Regions from separate parts of the Mus musculus genome. Here region 1 is linked to region 2. The links are chromatin contacts, called in public HiChIP or PLAC-seq maps. All regions are on one chromosome and are shown on one strand. The core of a region is the stretch at or near the end of the contact, and the rest is flanking DNA. Distances in the headings are between cores, read along the strand shown. Region 1 overlaps Abat (4-aminobutyrate aminotransferase). Region 2 holds the start of Abat (4-aminobutyrate aminotransferase).

Region 1 (6,634 bases), core at 1,823-4,322, 50 kb before region 2:
AGGACAGAGGAACAGTGTTCTAGAAATGAGCCAGGGTGGGCACCTAAGAAAAAACAAGGGCTGCAGAGAGAGGAGCCAGGATTTAAGCTGAGCTGGGTGACTCCAAACAAGTATTTTATAGCAGCAACAGAAATGAGACCAGAGCCACACCTTTGCATCAAGGCTGCACACACACTCTTTACTCTGATCCTGGAAGCCAAATGCACCTGTCCTTGTTTACTGGGAGGAGAAATGGTTTTGCTTTCCACACAAGACCACTCAGCAATAGACAGCGAGTTAGGGCAGAAGGGAGGCAGGTTAGGTGTAAATGTAATGACCTAATCACATCAATATTCTGTCCCATGCCCCACCCTGGAAGTCTACTTGTTGCAGGCTATGCCTGCAGGTCTTATTTGGAGGTATAGGCTTGGTTGCATTAGGTCACAAGGATAAACCTGTCACAGAAATGAGGTCAGTGCCCTCATCAAGATACCTCAGAGAAATCCCTCAACGCTCCCTCCATGTAAGGACACTGAGAAAAGTTGGTTATCCATGAATCAGAAAGTGGGCCTTCTAGAGACATCAGATCTATTGGTATCTCAGTCTAAACCTCGGAACGCCAGCCTCCAACACCATGAGGAATAACTTTCTGTTGTCTAAAAAGCATTCAAGTCAATGGCATTTTGTTATAGCAACTTGAAAGGGAATGTCTCTCTATACTAAGAGAATTTATCTCGATGACTTACAGTCTGTAGTCCAACTAACCCAACAATGGGCAGCTGTGAATGGGAAGTCAGAGAATCTAGTAGTTTCTCAGTCCCATGAGGCTAGTTGTTTCAGCTGGTCATCTATATAAGCTTGGAGGAGGAAGAGCTGAAGGAGGAGGCCTCAACAGATGTGCAGGCAAGTAAGTGCAAGCAGGCAGAGGAGGAAAAAGCCTTCCTTCTTCCACTGTCCTTACGTAGGCCTCCAGCAGAAGGTATGGCCCAGATTAAAAGTATATACCAGCATGCCTGGGCCTAAGCTGTTCTTTATGTGAAACTTGCTCTGCCCCAGGCTGGCCTTGAACTCAGAGATCTTCTGGCCTCTGTCTCTTGGGATAAAAAGGGCTGTATCACATTGCCTGGGCCTAAGCTTTTTTATGGCTACTATGCCTCAAGATCTGGATCAAAATCCTGTGTCTTCCAGGCTCAAGATCACAGGGTGCCCTCGATTTCTGGACAGTAGTTCATTCCAGTGTAGTCAACTTGACAACTGAGAAACTGGGAATAGCCATCGGAAAGGGCTGAGACAGTCTTCTTTCTTTCTTTCTTTCTTTCTTTCTTTCTTTCTTTCTTTCTTTCTTTCTCTCTCTCTCTCTCTCTCTCTCTCTCTCTCTCTCTCTCTCTCCCTCCCTCCCTCCCTCCCTCCCTCTCCTTCCTTCCTTCTTTCTTTCTTTCTTTCTTTCTTTCTTTCTTTCTTTCTTTTTTGAGACTGTTTCTTGCTATGTAGTTCTAGCTGGTCCAAAGTACATTAGGTATACCAAGCTGGCCTTTAGTCTACAGCAATCCTCCGCCTTCTGCTTCCAGAGTGCAAGAATTTCAAGAGTGTGCCATTGCACTAGCTCCTTTGGCAGTCCTTTGCCTGGCATGACATTTATAACTCCATAGGATCAAGCAATTCCAGGTAACAAAATATTTCATGGACCAGAAAGAAAGAAAGAGAGAGAGAGAGAGAGAGAGAGCCAGGTATGGTGGTGCACACTTTTAATCCTAGCACTTGGGAGGCAGCAGCAGGCAGATCTCTGTGGGTCCAAGGTCAGCTTTGTGTACATAGTTGGTTTTAGGCCAACCAGAGTTGCATGGTGATATCATGTCTCAAAGTAATGTGTGATTTCCCACCTTTCCCCTTTATTGTTCTCATTAACCCTTTAAAAATTTAGTTGTCTAGGTACAATGAAGGGGAGACCCAAGGTTGTAGTAAAGAAAATATCTCAAGTACTAATGTCTTGCCTTCCATAAAAGAACAATAAGGAAGCAGACTCATACTCCTCTGTGTGTGTGTGTATTCGGGGTTTTGAACTTAGGGCTTTAAATAAAGATCTATTAGTTCTCTCATTATTAAATTATGTGCATCTATGTGCATCTGTATGTAGGTATGGCCACATTAATGCAAGGCCTCCAGGAGCCAGAGGAGTTGGATCCCCCTGGAGCTACGGTTACAGACAGTTGTGAGCTGCCTGACACTGATGCTAGGAACCAAACTTGGATTCTCTGCAAGAGCAGGGTGTGCTCTTAATCACTAAGTCATGACTCCAGCCCCTGAACTCAAAGCTTTGTGAATACTAAGCACAGGGCCTACCACTGAGTCACACCCACAGTGTATTTGGAAGTCAGATAGTATAAAAACTCCTACTTTGCTCTTTATCTAAGTGTTCTCCCCCTCACCCCCAGTCTGTCTGTCTGTCTGTGTCTGTGTGTGCCTCTCTGTCTCTTTGTGCGGTGTGTGCATATAAGTTTCAGGTTTGTGTTTGCTTCTATTTCTGTAGAAACACTGTTTGAATCTTGTTAGGGATCGCATTTGGTCTATACACCGCTTCGGGTACTGCAGTCATTTTAACAAGATTGTTTTTCTCTAATTCACAAACATGGACTCTTCCCACGTGTGTGCCCTCTTCCATTTCTCTCATCAGTGCTTTTTAGTGTGCATCAGAGATCATCTAACTTTGAGCAAACTTATTCATAGGCATTTTATTTTGTTTTTGTAGCTACCATGAAAGGGACTGCTTTCGATACAGTGAAAATGGTTATATTAACAAAAAGGACCTACCGAGTCAACACAATCCCCTAATCTATTCCCATGATATTCCCACAGAACTAAAACCAAACAATCCTAGAATGTACAGCAAAGCACAAGAGACCCCAGATAGCAACACAATCCTGAGCACATAGGAAGTGGCTGGAGACATTACAATACTGGGTTTCAGCTACGATACAGAGATGCATAACTGTAACCTCCCCCAGCCTGAAGCAGGCTGAGCCAGACCTTGACCTTGCTGCCACTCAGGAGATTACCTAGGGTGAAGCCTTCCTCCCTCGATCACTCTGTTGTTCAGCCACTGCTGCTGTTCCCCTCCAAGTTACTGCTACCTGCTGGGAGGCCACTGAGCTATTCTGGAGACTACACCCTATCCTGCACATCATCACCTGCAGCTGGTTCCAAGCTCCAAGGATGAATTGGCGGGAATGCCCCACCCCCACCCCCACCCCTGTATAAGTGGATTTGCCATTAAACATTTGAGCCTTGATCAGGAACCTTGTCTTGGCTCCATTTTTCTCTCGACCACCTAGTTTCCCCTCTCTTTTCAGCCCCGGCTTGCCTCCCAGGTGTACCCCGTTTCATGTGAGCCACTGGTCGGCTTCCAACAGTTTGGCGTCCGAACGTGGGACCTAAGGAATGACAGAAAAATGCTGGAGGAACGCTGCTTGGTATGGAGCTCCACCGGGAAAAAAAGAATAGAATCGTATTGGAGCACAGTGAAGCAACAGGTAAAGTGTTGCTGGAGGTGCGGAAAGTACAGGCTAAGGTTGGAATCAGTGCTAACCGAACGCTGGATTCATTTAGGTCAGCAGTGAATTATCGGAACTAGGAACTGATCAGGCGGTTGTCCGTAGTTTTCAAAAAACTGCTTTAGGCGAGAGGAAAAAGGGTTTAAATTAAATAATCAGGCAGATGTCCGCAGACAGGAGCTGTATCAGGGGGCAGGAACAGGGTTTGTAATAATAAAATAATATAGAGGAAAATGGATTTTGAAACTCTCCCAGAGGCAGAGAGAAATTTCGGGGGACGCCCTGCCTTTTTCTCTCTAGCCCCTACAGCAGAAGTTCTCCGCCCTCTTTGTGTTGTCTAATGTCTGGTGCACCTCGTGTCAGTCCATGTGTGTTTTGTCTCATCGTCTGAATGACTGAATGTTCTGTGTTTCATGTTGGAAAATAAAGATGGCTAAAACTTTATCTGCTGGTTCAGCAAGAAAGTGGCACATGCTTTGGCTGAGAATCTAGCACAGCAGGAGGGCTCCTGCTGGAAAAAGTTTTTTGAGAAAAGGAGTTTGCAACCTCTTAGTTCAAGGCAAATAGGCTGGTAGTTGTTCCTTCCAAAGAAAATTCTCTGCAATTGTGATTATTGCGTTTAGCTAATGACAAGGTGCTTTTTGTCTTATAATTATAGCTAGAAAATTTGAAATTCTTTGATTGGCCTAAATTTATTAGACTCGTGTAGCTGCTTCATTTGGTTTTTTACTGGTCTTAGAGGTGTAATATGCTCTGCATGTCTTCATCACAAGAGTATTAGCTTATAAGTTATTGGGTATGATCAAAAAGGTGTAACACCGGTTACTAGAAAGTTAGCTTTAAATTGGTAACTCAGGTTTGGAGTCTTTCAAACACGTGGCATAATGCAGGCCAAAAAGCTAGGCCTCCTAAGGATACTTCTAGTTGAGATAATATTTAATGTGATTCTTATCCTAGAAAGTAGAATTAAAGATGAGATTTAAAGCAATGCCTCTTTAATGAAGCATTGAAACTTGCACTGTCATGCAGTCATAGGTATAAATTGGCAGCCAAATTTTCACAACGTGATAGTGAAGTTTTATGTTGATTCCAAGGTGATAAATTGTTTTGAAATTGGGTTTTGCTTTCCCAAGGTTGTAGTTATAGTCTAATATTGCAAAAGAAACTTAAAAATTCTGAAATCTGTCCTCATGGCAAGAGGAACTAAGCTCAGAAAAGCCTCTGTGCGGCTTGTGTGACTTTCTTTTGTCTTGCAAACGGTGCCTAAGGAAGCTCTCAAAACTTGCCTCTCCTTGCCTTCAGGGAAAATTCCTTTTGGCTAAAAGAGCACCTTTGCAGATCTACCCAGATGTTGTTCTAAATAAAGTTTAAATTCTAAGTTATAAAAGGTCAATCAGGCTGTAGAATTTATCAGGACATTGCGATTTGACTTGTCTACTTCAAGTAAAGTTATTATAGATTTAAGAGTTTGTTTTTTCCTTTGCATCTGGAAAATTGTAAAGAGCTTGCTTCTAGTGAGCTTGTAATCACTGGAAAATTTTGCCTCTAGGTATGGCTTATATAGCCTTACCTCATGTAAGAGAAATTCTTAGTGTCTCTGCTTCAATACAAGAATCTAAGAGTTTGAATCTTTCAGTGTATATTGTTTCGTAAGTGGAAAGTATTTTATTAGCTAATGCCTCTCAAGGGAAGTTTACTTTAAATCCTTGCTCTCATACAAGGAGCTTTTAAGTTCTGGGGAGTAGCTGTTGCTCCAGAAAAGATTCAGAGGCAATATCTTTTGAATACTTAGGGTTTTAGTTATACTATAATATTGTGGTATAGAAAATCTAGAATGAAAAATTGGTTTGCTTCAAAATTTTATTTTCAAAAGCTTCCAGGAGATGTTAATTGGCTAAGACCTCACCTTAAACTCACCACAGGAGAACTTAAGCTCTTGTTAAGGTGCTATTAAGTGAGATGCAAATTAACTGGCAAAGAACAAAAGGCTTTGCAGAAAATGAAGAAAGCTTTTATAATTGTTATCATTTATAATCAATGGTAACTAAATATTAGCTGTGCCCACAGCAATTCTTTGGCAAGAGAAAACATTATTGTAAAGTCATTTTTCTTCTCCTCCCGGCTGACCGTTGGCCCATGTGGAGCTGGTCGGCTGCTGGCTGCTGCGGGGCGGGGCCATGGGGTACGCAGCCTTCCCTGAGCGGTGGTGGCATGGGAGGCCGCCAGAAAGCGGGCACCCTTGTAGTGAACTCAGGGGAGGGCCACACTCGCCATTGCCCCCATGAGCCTCCACCTGTCCCCACCGGGATAGCTGTATTTTTCCCCGCTAGGACTCGGGGTGCTCTGCCACCCTCACTCGGGCTTCCTGGCCTACAACAGATTGGGCCGCCTCAGCCTCTTCAGCCTGGGAGAAGGGCTGGAGGCAAGCGAGGCAGAGATGGCGTTCACCTCAAAGCACAGTTTTAATATCCTATTAAGGCTGCTGTGGTGCTAATAAAGAATTGTAAGATATATTCGTATATTTTAGAAAACCTATAACAAAAATTGTGTCTTAAGAACCCGACTAAGTGTCTTTTCCTTATTCAAATAAGCAATTAATTTGATTATTACAGAATATCAATATTTGATCTATTGCATACCATCATTTTAAATAAAATTGACAATCATTATCCCAAAGATAAGTTAAAAAATTGTTTTTATGCATGCTTTTGTATCTTCTATAAATTCATGCATGCATGCATCCCAATTACTGTGTTTAAAAACAGCCCTTCTATGGGAGAAAAGTATATGTGAATTGGACCACACGCTTATTCTTTTGAGTTTTCTCCTGCTTCAACACAGATAATTAAATTGTGTGCTGTAGATGGTGTTTTAAAATGTTGAATAATCAAGCTTTAATTTGTATCTTTATTAATATATATCTCAGAGCTTACAATTGTTTAAAATTGTTCATCCCTCAGATGCTATTAATTCTCAAGCTTGTAATTGCTTATGCAACTCATAAGAAAAAATACTGTTCCTTTAAGAAGACTGTTTTTGGACAGTTAAGAATTTGTTCTGGGTTGCCTGGAAAAGACCTCCAGGATTTGCTTTTGTGTTATAGAGGT
Region 2 (6,466 bases), core at 674-3,173:
AATGGTCCCAGAAAATCACCCGTGTGCCAGGAAAGGGCGCTGGATCTAAGCAGGGTCAAGCCATTGCTGTAGAGAATGGGAGCCAGGGAGAATGAGCAGAGCAGGGACAAGCCATTGCTGTAGAGAATGGGAGCCAGGGAGAATGAGCAGAGGCAGCAGGAAGGAAAGGGGTGCACCTTCCTCAGCACCTCTTCCTGGAGCAAACCCAGTCACGCAGCCGCGGTCCTCACAGTAGCCTTGGCTCTAGCTTATTGTAACTGATAACATCCATTCTACTGGGTTGATCTGGATTTTGGCAAGCTTTTCACTGCAGAAGGTGCAAAACAGAAACCCTTAAGCCCCCAGGAATGGATCCCACCAGAGTCTGTGGAGTGTTCACAGACCTTCTACAAATTCTGCTCCTTCTGCGTTGCCTTTCTCAGTGTGGCTGCGTCCTGTGATGAGTGGACATGGTGCCCAGATGTGCCCACTGTACATGTGAAGACTGGAGCTAGTGTTGGGGAGCCCCAGTGACCCTATAGGAGCTACGCTGGTTTTGTCAGTGACTGGCTGGGTGACCTTGAGCCATTCCTTTCTCTCTGAGCCAGTGCCTCAGTTGGTTCAGGTACCAAATGAACGGTCAGTCTTAATGTAGATGCTCTTTTACATCGTAGGATTGCAGGCAGGGTTAATTGTCCCTCCCAGAGCTGTCCTTTGGCCTCCAGGAAACATCTCTCTCCCCAACCCACATCCCAGATCCAGAGAACAGGCCAAGATTCAATTTTTTCCTGTCTCCTGACCTGCCCCCACCAGACCTTCTCAGGCTAGTGTGAGGGAGGCACACAGCTAAGCCAACAGTGTCCCTAGACCAGTGGACAAGCCCAGCAGCAGCCTTCTCTTGGCCTAATGCCCAGGGAATTCCATCAGGCAATATCCACGGGACTTGATGGGGGCAGCCCCAAGAAACGAACAGGGGACCCTTGGAAGTGGGCCAACAGCTCTTCTCTATGTTGATAGCCCTTTGTCCAGGCGGAGAGAGACCTGCGTCTGTAGGGTAACACTGAATAACAGACTTTTACATTTGTGTTGGAGGTGGGGGTGGAAGGGGGTGCCTGCTGGTCCTGCAGTGCCAAGGCCATCTGTGCTCTTAGAGTTTGGAGGCTCTAGGCCTGGGAAGTGGAGGCCCCTAAAAGCCTTGTTTAGGGGGTTATGGCTTCTCCTATAGGTGGGAAGAGACTTCATAGGAATAGAAGAGAAGTCATTTGTCCCCAGAATCCAGCACCTAGTTTCTGGAATGGGCATGCAGGTGATTTGGCCTGGGATGTCCTTGTTGAAAGGAGGGTCTTACTCTCCAGGACTTTCACAGTTGGGGAGGGATAGGACCCTTCTGTCGAGCTGTGTCCTCAACATTCCAAGGAGACAGAGAGAGAGAGAGAGAGAGAGAGAGAGAGAAGCAAGAGAACCTAACTTAGATTTTTAGGAAAGGGAGGAGATGAGAAAGGGTCTAGATATTAGCGGAGGCAGGACTCCACTTGGGGGGGGGGGGGGGACTCTATTCCAAGGACTAAACGAGGGAGGGATTTCCCCCTCCAGCCAGTGGGCAGGACGGACGGCCCCATTTCTGAAGGTTACACGAAGCTGTTTTGCTTTCTGGGGCCTGGGAGGTGGGAGACCCTTTCCTTTCGGAGCAGGATCCCGCGTACTGGTTGGATGGAGGGCCCGGATTCTAGAGGAAGATGTCCTTCTCTGGCTTCCTTCAGAAGGGCGAGCCACGCGCGTACAGACGCGTCGCACTTACCTCCAGGCCCGGGCTGCGATCTACAGGCTGCGATCCGCGGGCCGGACTTGCGCGATCACCTTCCGATGCTCCTGGCTGCGCCTGGCGTCTGCTCCGCTTCCCCCAGCGACTCACCAGGCTCCCAAGCTTCGCCGAGCCACCCTGGCCAATCAGCACCACTGCCTCTAGCCCTTGCTTGCGCCTCAGCCAATGAGAGCACCCGCCATGGGCCACCGCCCCCGGGGGGAGGGGGAAGGCGGGGCGGGGGCAGAGTCCGACCTCCGTGGATAGGATGCGCCCGGGGGTCTCCGAGGAGGGCCGCGAGGGCCGGAGCAAGGGACTTGGGGAGAGGCAGCCGAAGGATCCCTAGCAAATCTGATGGGGGCTAGGAGTCCTCTCCTTACAGGAGGGAGGGACTTTGCAGGCTAAGGCGAATCTTCAATGTACTCCCACCCCACATCACTGTTTTAAGATCCTGGGAATTGCTGATGAATGGAGCTGAACCCCAACCCCGACCTCTGTGCTTCGGATCTGGTCTCTGGAACCTGAGAATCCGGGGCCCTGAAACAGAACTAAAGCACCTGTCGGCACTGGCCCTCCATGCCACCTTCTGGTGCATCAGTGGTGCACAGCAGGTCAATAAGAGTGCTAAACTGAGAGTCAGGTCAGGACTCAGGACAGGTCTCTTTCCCAACCCTTCCTCCATTTCCTTAATGGTAAAGGAAGGCAGAATTGGTTCTATCTCTTTTATGAGTAGAAACAAGATCTTAGATGTAATAGAGATGTGTTCAGAAAATTGAAGATGCACTGGAAACCAGTTAAAACGAATATGTGAGTGACCAAGTCCCACACCTTTTCTTTCATTAAAAATAAAATTTATTTCAATCACGTGTCTATCTGTCTATGTATATGTGTATGGATGCTGGAGGAGGCTATTGGAATCCTGGGACTGCCTGGAGCTGTGGATACAGGTGGTTGTGAGCTGGCAGAATGCGGTGTTGGGAATAGAACTCAGGGCCCCTGCAAGAGCAGTGTGTGGCCCTAGTTGCTCAGCCATCTCCTCCCCCTTTCTCCTTTTGTCTTTCTTATTTCACTTATTTATTTGTTTATTTGTTAGACAGGGTCTCTCTTCATAGCCCTGTCTATCCTGAAACCTGCAATATAGACCACCCCAGCCTCCAGGTCACAGAGATCTGGCTGCCTCTGCCTCCAGAGTGCTGAGGTTAAAGGCACCACCATGCCTGGCTCCTTTTTCATTTTTTATTTTTATTTATTTGTTTATTTTTAAAGGGAGGGAGGATTTATTTTAGTTTGATGGGATGCAGTGTGTGTTGCTCACTTGCTTGCTTATATTTAATGGTCTTATAACTTTCCAACGTTATTTGGACACAAGGTGTTATCACTCATTGATAAAATCAAAGTTGCAAACATTTAACCACCTCTAGGATTTTCCCAGGCAACTGTGTCATGATCTGGCCAACTTTTACAGAGCCTGGAGGTCCCTGTTGAGTCCAGGAATCCAAGCAGCCTCATATATAGTTATTATGGATTGTAAACCTAGAAATAAAGGGATCAAGATAGGCCAGAAATAAGCAAACAAATGAAACAACTCCAAGTAAGCAATCCACTGCGATCCCTAACTGAACCCCAAAGAGACAATGACTAGACTAAGGAGCAGGTGAGAGCCTAGATCCTCGGTCCCTTGGGAACCCAGAAGGTCCTGCCAGTTGCTATCCAAGTTATCCCTATCACCTGACCCAAGGAATTTTCTGGAGGCTGTGTTGTAAATCTAGCACTTTCTTCTTAAAACCTAAGCCTGCTGATAATCCATTTATTGCTTGCCCAAAGAGAGCAAATGGACAATGAATACTTTGTAAAGAAAAGCAAGTTAAAGCAAAAGGATGGGAACGCCTGTTTTTCAGACCCCCAAGATGGCTCTGGCCTTATCGCTTTCTGTGGGCTTTCCAGGAACTGTGCAGTTTTGTGTACTGCTGCCTCAGTCTCATCTCAGCCATTCTTGAGAGAAATTGGATATTTCCACCTTAAAAAACTTACAGGTGTGGTGGCACACACTTTTAATCCCAGCACTGGAGAGGTAGAGGCAGAGTTGGAGACAGAATGTTCTGCATAGTGAGTTCCAGGTAACAGGACCTTGTCGATAGATCGATTGATCAATAGATAGATAGGTAGATAGGTAGATAGATACAATCTTATAGTGCATACCTATAATCTCAATATTCATGAAGTAGAAGCAGAAAGATCAGGAGTTCAAGGTCATCCTTGACACAATCACAGCTCTCAGGAGCCTGAGGTAGGAGGATTGCCAAGAGTCTGAGGCTAGCCTGAGCTATTTATCAAATTCTAGGTCAGCATGGCTACAATGTGGGATTGAGACTCCGTCTCAAGCATCACCCCTGTTGCTCACTAAAACCAGACAAACAAACAAAATGAGTAGCTGTCATATTAGACAGAAATGATACAAGAAGCTAGCTAGAGAGGAAGGATAGGTAAATAATCTCATTGGTAGAAATAGATACCTCTGCATATTAAAACTATGAATTATTCTAATTTTATTTTGTTTTTAAGGTTGCTATTTATTATTGTTAGCCATATAACCCAACCTGGCCTTAAACTTCTGGCAATCTTTTTGTTGTTATTTTGAGGCAGGGTCTCTCTATTTAGCTCTGGCTGTCCTAGAATTCACTCTGTAGACCAAGTTGGTCTTGAACTCAAAGATCCGCTTGCATCTGCCTCCGAAATCCTAGGTTTAAAGGCATGTGCCCCCATATCTGGTTAATTTTTGCTGATTCAACTTCTTGAGTGCTGAGATTGTGAGCATGTGCTATAAAGTCACATACACACACACACACACACACAATATGCACATGCATACACACATACATACATACCTTCCTCTGCTAAGAAAAAATAGTTAAAATTAAAAAAAACAACAACAACATCAAAGCAAATATCTAAGTGTAGCTTGGCAATCTAGCTCATGGGCCAAATGCATCAAGAGATACTCTCTCTCTGTGTGTGTGTGTGTGTGTGTGTGTGTGTGTGTGTGTGTTTTGAGACAGGATTTCTTTGTATTACAGTCCTGGCTATCCTGGACTCACTTTGTAGACCAGGCTGGCCTCGAATTCACAGAGATCCACTTGACTCTGCCTCCTGAGTGCTGGGATTAAAGGCATGTACCACTATTTTTGACTGAGATAGATATTTTCGACAGGTTCTTTTATGTTGCCCAAGTTGGTCCTGAACTCCTGATTCCTCTTGACTCAAATTGCTTAGTGCTGGGATTAAAGGCCCAGGACTCATCTTATTTATTTATTTATTTTGAATGAAATTGAACTAAATCTAGGCTTTCTATTTTAAATGGCTGGAGAAAAATCTGAAGAAAGCCCTGTGAGATCATTCAGGAATGGAATCGTCAGCGAGCATGACTAAGGCTTTCCTGGGAGAAGGCCACCCAGATTCATTTCTGTGTGGCCGATGGCACTGCTATGACAGAGCTGAGCGGCTGCAATGTGCTCTTGGTTGGAAAAGTTTGCTTCATCCCGAGCTAAGGCCTTTAATTATCTCTTCTGCCTTCTTCACTCAACCAGGTCTGGACAGCACTGTAGGGCCCTACCTCAGGGCTCCCTTGAGAGGGAAGCTGCTGCTTTCTCTCTGGCTAAGCAGGAGTAGGAAGGAGGTGTTTAGGGCCAGGTGCTTTGCAAGCTGATTCTCAAATAGCTTCACTCTGCCACCTGTGAAGAAAACTGTCAGCCTCTGGAGGCAGCCGTTTGCAGTTACTTCCCAGGTCCTGCAGGTCTCCTACTGCTGGGAGAGTGGTTGCCTTGGGAGTGCAGAGAGAACACTGAGTCCTTCTGGAGGACTTTTCTAAGTTCAGCAACTGTCCTCTAGGACAGAGGGCAGCTCTAGCTGTGGGGGTGGGGGTAGGGGATGAGGAGTAGGGGCGAGAGGGTAGGGATGGGGTACCACTGTGGGGATGCAGGTGAAGAGTGTGGAGAGTGTGAAGCTTAAAGGGAGCCTGGGTTCTGATCAGAGATAATGGCCCTCTCTCACTCAAAGAAGAAGAAACTGAGGCCCAGAGACCTGGAAGAACTTGTCTGGAGTCCAGTTACAAGATACATCTGTTTTCCAGGCCTGTGCTTTGGACAACACATACCCCAAAAGCTAAGGGGTCAGGGAGAAGGCTCAGTCAGTAATGTGCCTGCCTCAAACACATAAAGGCCCGAGTTCAATCCCTAAAACCCGGGTTAAAAAGACCCAGGCATAGCCAGGGGTTTACGGTACATATACTTGAGGTGCAGAGGCAGGCAGATCTTTATGTGTAAGAATCTAGCCCCAGGCTTACACTGAGTTCAGGCCATCTGGGGCTACCATAATCAGGTCATGACTCCCAAAACAACACAACCACCACCAAAAGAAGTCCAGGCGTGGTGTGCATGCTTGTAATTCCAGGACTGGGAAAGCAGAGGCAAACTGATTTAGGATCTACAACTATAAACTCGTTAGGGAAACAAACACACAAAAAGGCAGAGCCAAATCTTCATGACTGAAATTTGAACTTGCAATGGTTTTTTCTTCTTTTCCTCCGTCAGTACTGTGAACAAACGGATGGCATTACACTGTGAGCACCAGACAGACACTCTCTAGCATTAAGCCTTTGACTGGGTCTTAGTTAGGTTTCTATTGCCGTGA

What was found. HiChIP or PLAC-seq counts read pairs in DNA pulled down with a chosen protein or histone mark.
Region 1: a contact with region 2 is called in an H3K27ac HiChIP or PLAC-seq map of embryonic stem cells, with 2.1 times the contacts expected there. The contact joins the enhancer-like site here to the promoter of Abat in region 2. A contact is called at or near these places in 3 of 39 promoter capture datasets (liver and stem cell-derived epiblast-like cells), 15 of 484 Hi-C or Micro-C datasets (CD4 T cells, the G1E-ER4 cell line, Sertoli cells and 5 more), 15 of 115 datasets of contacts at active chromatin or transcription factors (CD8 T cells, cardiomyocytes, embryonic basal ganglia and 9 more) and 4 of 9 other capture datasets (adipose tissue, embryonic stem cells, liver and 1 more).

What each region holds. Positions count from the first base shown.
Region 1 is chr16:8,559,444-8,566,077 of GRCm38.p6, reverse strand. The region is part of intron 1 of Abat (4-aminobutyrate aminotransferase); the gene reads right to left. Among named protein-coding and RNA genes, the nearest start is that of Abat, 49 kb to the right of the region's middle. Within about 2 kb of position 3,072, at least 12 of the 459 cell types and tissues checked have an H3K27ac peak or open chromatin away from gene starts, as enhancers often do. A contact at or near this core is called in embryonic stem cells, hepatocytes and stem cell-derived epiblast-like cells, where this site is marked.
Region 2 is chr16:8,508,886-8,515,351 of GRCm38.p6, reverse strand. It overlaps Abat (4-aminobutyrate aminotransferase), which reads right to left and starts at 1,923. Exons shown (of 16, transcript NM_172961.3): 1 at 1,778-1,923.